Linked DNA regions of Sorghum bicolor: region 2 is linked to region 1. A link is a contact called in public HiCAR-type data. All regions are on one chromosome and are shown on one strand. The core of a region is the stretch at or near the end of the contact, and the rest is flanking DNA. Distances in the headings are between cores, read along the strand shown.

Region 1 (3,448 bases), core at 508-3,007:
TTAGTTTCTTAACAATTTCAAATGAAAAACTCAAAACTAGAAAGTTATACAATTTTCATATAAAACCATCTTCATCCATAAAACCATCTTCATCCGAAGTTGTATGAAAAAAACTACTTTTTAAAGTGGAGTCTTGACGTTGACATGTGGGTTATATTTGTTACATCCATGACATTAAGATAGTGCTTGGGGTAAACACATATTTAGATAGATGACACATGTTATAATATCAGAAAGCTAAAAAATAAATTTTAGAACTTTGAAGATATCTTAAAACAACTTTGAGCATCACTCATGAACTTTGGATCATGTTGAGAGTTTTGTTGATGGTGGAGTTAGAACATCTCCAATAATTCTATAATACAACTCAACCCCTAATAAGCTAGCGTTGAGGTAGCCCAATATGGACTGTTGGGGGGAGATGCTTTCACAATTCCCCAATATCTCATCCCCAATATGTGATTTTGGCCCATGTTGCAGATTCATCCTGCTTTGACTCAACCTACTTTGCCCTTAACAACCCTAATTTAACATTTAACTGTTGGATCAAAAATATATAGATGTGATTTCATCTCCTTCCTTCATCCACACTCTTCTCTTCCTCTCCTTCACTCTTTCCTCTTGAGCAAACTGAGTCATAGAGACGGAGGATAGGAGCAAGGGAGGTGCTTTCTCAACCAAGTGAGATGGCTGGAGCCCGAGGCACAAGAGCTGCCGCTGCCGCTGGCGCACGCGAGCCCTGTGAGGAGTGTATGTAGCGCAGCCACTGTAGCGGGCAAACTCTGGTGTGGGCGATGAGGTCCGGTGTGCCACTGTTGCGAGGCATTGCAATTGCGGCCTCCCTAGTGTTGCACGACGCGAGGCCCTTTGCACACGTCGCCAAGGTGAGCTTCGGTATGGGGTAGCGAGGTGAGAGACGTGAGAAAGCGATAGTTAATGTGGGCCTAGTGTATTAGGGGAGGGATGTCCCTCGTCTTTGAGTGGTTGAAGGATGGCTTTTGAGAGATTGATTTTTTTCCTCATTGAGGATGGAACACAGAGATCTAATGAAGCTCTGAAATTTCTCTACAAAATTTTCTTATTAAGGCCTTGTTTAGTTTTCCACCCAAATTTTTTTCACCCATTACATCGAATATTTAGACATATGGATGGAGCATTAAATGTAGACGAAAACAAAAACTAATTGCACAGTTTGCCTTTAAATCGCGAGACGAATCTCCATGATTCGATACTAATTGATAAATAAAACAAAAATACTATACCAAATCCATAAACTTTTTAGAACTAAACATGACCAAAAAATATGAATCTGGGACTGCATGCTCTAAAACAACTCTCTCCCTCAGACATCTGTCTGAACACATGAGATGCATATGCCGCCATCCTCCACGCTCCGTCTCCACACAGCTTTAGATCCCGTCAATCCAGGCCGCTCGTCCGATACTCAAGGGCCTAGATCTCTGTGACGTCCCCACAATAGGGTTACGGCAGCAGCCACTTCCAATTTCCTCCGGTTGACGATCGCCTACCGCCCGTGGTAAGACCAACGGGTGTGATGCCATCCCATCCCTTCAATCCTCGGACCGTGCCATCCCCATCCTCTACGTCCCCACGGGCGCGGCGCGCCGTCACAACCCCGACTCGATAAACCCTTCTCTCGTCCGCCTCCGCTCCTCTCCCGCTCCTCTCCCGCTTCGTCTTCCCCACCCGCGGCGCGCCGCACCCCCAGAACCCTAACCCTAGATTGCGAGAGGACATGGCCAGCAAGTTTGGGCTCGCCGGCGGCATCCCAGAGCGGCGAGTGAGGCCGATCTGGGACGCAGTCGACTCGCGCCAGTACAAGGCCGCGCTCAAGCTCTGCACCGGGCTCCTCGCCAAGCATCCCACATCCCCCTACGCGCTAGTGAGCACTTTACCTCTCTCAGTTGGAACTCGTTTTCGTTTTGGCTCTTTTAGTGTACTTTTGGCGAATCTGGCGTGGAAACGGGTAGTTGGGCAATCAGCAGTCCAGTTCGGCTATATATATATATATATATATATATATATATATATATATATATATATATATATATATACACTGTTGCCTGTTGCCTGAAACTGGAGCAGCAGGTAACATGTCCGAAGCCCTTAAACATAGTCATCATCCACTAAAGTTTAAAGCAATACTTATCCATCCATTTGATCAAAGATTACGCTGAGAATGGAAAACATAGCAAAAGGACGCCGTATATATATATATATATATATATATATATATATATGAGGATACCATCCTAATTTCTTTTAAATCTGCTTTTTCCTTGCTGGGAATCAATGGTATTGGAGCAATTCATGGTATGTGCTGTACACCAGGGCTACATAGACTTGCGTGCCTTTTTTTGGGTTTGTTTTGCCGTGTCAATGCATATCCCTGTTCGGTACACTCCAGATTTGACTCCAGAGTCCGGACAGAGAGCCAAGGGGGTGGCCTTCTTTGGAGAAGGGCCCTGAGTAGTGAGGTAGTCATGGGGTACCTATTTTGCTTCTATTCATATATGCAAGCTGGCGTCCAGCAGCAGCAATATATGGCAGCATGGAGGCTGCATTGTGGAAGAAGAAATGACAATGTGTGTGTGTGTGTGGTGTGGTGGTGGTGGGCGGGGGATGAGAAAGCGGCAGTGGTGGTTGCTGTGGCATGTGTGAGCCACCTGCAGAAGATTGGTTAGGGTACTTAGTTGAGCTGGATGAACCAGCATGTGGAAACTCCTTGTCTTCTCTCTTATATATATGTTTCTTTCCATATTTTGTATTTGGCTGGATCTGAATTCAAGGTTTGTGTTTGAATAATTTAATTGTTTTGGCACTTCAGCCTGTTTCTTGCCAACATACTTAGTGAAGCCATCTGTTAAAGATCTGTAGTGAAACTCCTCTTTGTTGTTTTTATGCTGTTTGTCATGCACTGAACTGTTGAAGCCTTACCTTAACTTATCTCATTCCAGGCCCTCAAGGCTCTTATTCTGGAAAGGATGGGAAAGCCTGATGAAGCATTGAGCGTGTCCCTGAATGCCAAGGAGCTATTGTATTCTGACAACATTTTTCATTTTGATGATCTTACACTTAGCACTCTACAGATAGTATTTCAAAGGCTTGACCGATGTGCGTTTGTACTTGTTCATTTATTTTATCCATTTAACATTATTACTGTAGTATTTATCTCTAAATTTTCTCATGACCAGTGGATCTGGCTACTTCGTGCTATGAGTATGCCTGTACAAAGTATCCAAGTAACTTGGAATTAATGATGGGACTTTTTAATTGCTATGTTAGAGAGTACTCATACGTGAAACAACAGCAGGTATAATGGTACTTTCATTGCTAATTAATTTATATTCCTTTTGATATCTTATTTCTATGCTTGCCTCCTTGCCTGGTATCTTTTGCAGACAGCTCTCAAAATGTACAAAACTGT
Region 2 (3,169 bases), core at 62-2,561, 380 kb before region 1:
CCACAGAACCAATATCCTACACATACTATTTTCTATAAACCTAGTCAAAGTTAAAGCAAATTTGGCTTAGTCCAAACCTTGGATTACATTCTTTTTTGGGCAGAGGTAGTAATTAGCCGTAGAAGAGAAGAAATACATTGCCTCACTCCCATGGTCATAACAATTAACTATGAGACACATATTACATGGAAGTTATGGGCTTTTGGCATCTGAGGCAGAAGAGATCACCTGTTGTGACGCACTGGTGAGCTGCTGCTCCCACTCCTGCAGCTTATTTTTCTTCTCCAGGAACTCCCTATCCTCCTCTACCAGGGGTGGCTTGACACCGGCCCAGTCAGTTACCACCGACTGCTTGAGCTCCTTGAATATCCTCAGCAGGTCCCTGCCACCCTTGGCAGGCTGCACAACTTCCTGCGGCGGGGCGACGGCATCCTCCCCAGCAATGAGCTGCCGCGGCAGCCTTGCCGCACCATCGAGCATCCGTGATGCCATATCAGTGCTGCCGGGCAGTGGCATCTTTCCCTCGGCATGCAGAAAGACGCGCAGCTCGTCGCTGGGGCCGATGGCCGGGTGCTCGGCGAGTCGCCAGAGGTACCTCTCGAGAGCGGCACGGCGCTGCGCCACGAACTCGTCCCGCTGCATGACCTGGCTCTCGACGGTGTTCTTGTCCGGGCGCGGCGGCACGAAATGGCCCCGGAAGGCCTCGGCAAGGCGGTCGGCGAGCGTGACGAAGTCGCGGAAGCGGCGGCGCACCGAATGGCGGCGCTGGTCGGGGTCCCGGCGGTGGACGCTGGTGACGAGGTAGGAGACAAAGGTGGGTCCGGATCCGGGGACGAGCGAGGTGGCGGCTGGCTCGGCCTCGGTCTCTGGGTCGGAGACGGCGAGGAGGGAGTACTCGGAGGCCGCCAAGCGCGCGGATCTCGGCGACGCGGAGGAGGGAGAGGAGGCGGAGCGCGGGGAGGAGGAGCCGGCGCCGGCGCCGGTGGCGTCGGCGTAGGAGGGCGGGTCAACGAAGGAGGAGGAGAAGGTCGAGGAGAGGGTGAAGGCGGCGGCGCGCGTCGGAGGGGAGCGGGGCGAGGCGGCGGTGGCGGAGGTGGAGGAGAGAAGGGGGTCGAAGGTGGAGGCAACGGAGGCGTAGTCGGAGGCGGCGGCAAGGGGGAGAGACTCCATATCGTCGTCGTCGCCGGCGGTGGCCGGCTCCGACGGCGGCGCCGAGGACATCATGACGCGGAGGAGTGGGGGAAAAGCGAAACCAGGAGAGCAGATGGGTGTGGTACTGAGCGGAGAATACTACGAGCGCAAGGCTCCGGCGGTTTGTCACCGCGCGGTTGGCATAAGAAGACGCTCACGTGGCGCCACGTGGGCGGTGGGAGCCTAGGATATCGTGTAGTAGCAGTGTATTTCGAGCAACAACAATGGAAGAACTCACGCAGATTGGGCTCGTTTAGGCTGTCTATCAAAGAACCTAAATCTAAAATAGGTCTCCATAATACCTATGGGTCTGACTACACATCTTCTGAAAAATTTCTCAGTTTGTTTTCTTTCACTTTTTCTACAAATCATATGTTGCCACGTCACTTTGTACAATAGAACACAAAAACAAAAAAGCACCTGTACGTCACGTGTCTGGAAGATTTTTAGGGTAGTTATCTTCCACTTTCTGAAAAGTGACGTGGCCAAATCTTAGCTCAAGTATTTGATGGAGAACTCACCTTCATTCCTTGTTTCAAGCCAAGCTGCAGTACAAGAAAATGCTCATGCCGCTTGATGCATTCAAGTAAGGATTCTCCATTCCATCTAACACAATCAGCATAGTTCAAGTACCATGGACCATTGTCCATTGGTAAGCATAACCTATGTTACCTTTTTTTAGAGTAGGCACTAAAACACTTATTCATTTTGAAAAATCGAAGGCCAACAATATATATTTTTTCTGCATGGGAGTTCTCACTTTATGTAGAAAGAGAGATTCTGTTAGAGTGATGTGCTCTGTCAATACTTCAATTATTTTTAGAATAACATCTATCCTGGTAGAGCACAATTGCAAGCTAGCAAATCTTTAGCTGTAGCATCTGCAGTTTATCTGAAAAGCTACGGTACAAAAAGAATAAGGGGGCATCGAATTTATAAAGAAACAAAAGGTCTCTTTGAAAGATCCTATTACCATATCAGCATAGTTGGACTTTCTTGCTTTCTCCTTCCCTACATAATATCCATGATATTTCTTATACCTTGTAAAACAATTATAAATAAAAATCAGAGTACAATAAACATAATTACTGGATGGATATTCTTCGAAAGGGAATGAACATGATATGAACCAGGATGCTAGTTCTATTCATCAGCTTCTACAGTATGTTTCATCCAAAGGTGAAAGATGAATATCTTGGTGCTCCTTAGTGGTATCTACTACATGAAAGGACAAGTTGACACTTAACGTGACAGGTCAAGGGTAACACAAACATCAAGTACTAGTTGGTTTGCTGTGACACAAAGCATCGCAGTTCCTAATTCAGAAAACCCACATCTAAAAAAACAAATGAAAATCATTAAAAAACTATCTTACAAAATATAAATGTCCCCGTGTCATTGTGTAATACCCGATTTTAAGGACAAAACCAGATATACACCATATATGAGTCTTAGAAGTCAAATCTCACATATAGCTACAAATGAGGAGTAATATCAAAAGACAATGCATAAACATATAACGTACTTAGTATAAAAAAGATAACCTTTAATAGCAAACAGCGGATAGACAACTCCAACTTCGGGTATTAACTTCTCTCTACAGAATCAAACTGACTGGTTGATCACAAGCCTAAACTCTCCTGAGGTTTGGGGGAAATAGCAAGAGTGAGTCCATGTCGAACTCCACAAGTATAGCAACTAGATTGTATATATCTCACAATTTCATGATCAATGTGACATAAATAATGTAAAGCATTAAACAATAAATAATGAGCATATTTAACACACAAGATTCATCACCCTTAATGTAGATGTCCCCAAGGCCGTTCCTGACCGTGAGCTCGGCTAGTATACTAGTTTTTAACACTCTGCAGAGGTTGTACATCTTTACCCATGAGTCATGATTTACCCTTTCGCCCGAGGTAGTCAGTCTCTTAACCCCCTTCCAAGGAAGGTTGGCAGGGATCACTATGAAGTC

Evidence for each region. HiCAR-type assays count read pairs that join an accessible place to other places.
Region 2: a HiCAR-type map of leaf shows a contact between it and region 1, with 4 times the contacts expected there. The contact joins the promoter of LOC8066781 here to the promoter of LOC8061321 in region 1. A contact is called at or near these places in 2 of 4 Hi-C or Micro-C datasets (leaf and leaf mesophyll) and 1 of 1 datasets of contacts at active chromatin or transcription factors (leaf).

Annotation. Positions count from the first base shown.
Region 1 is chr9:40,070,271-40,073,718 of Sorghum_bicolor_NCBIv3, reverse strand. It overlaps LOC8061321 (N-terminal acetyltransferase B complex auxiliary subunit NAA25), which reads left to right and starts at 1,757. Exons shown (of 19, transcript XM_021447724.1): 1 at 1,757-1,903; 2 at 2,979-3,135; 3 at 3,216-3,334; 4 at 3,423-3,448. The coding sequence starts at 1,757.
Region 2 is chr9:40,451,952-40,455,120 of Sorghum_bicolor_NCBIv3, reverse strand. LOC8066781 (sorting nexin 2B) reads right to left here and starts at 1,311. Exons shown (of 5, transcript XM_002439554.2): 1 at 229-1,311. The coding sequence starts at 1,224.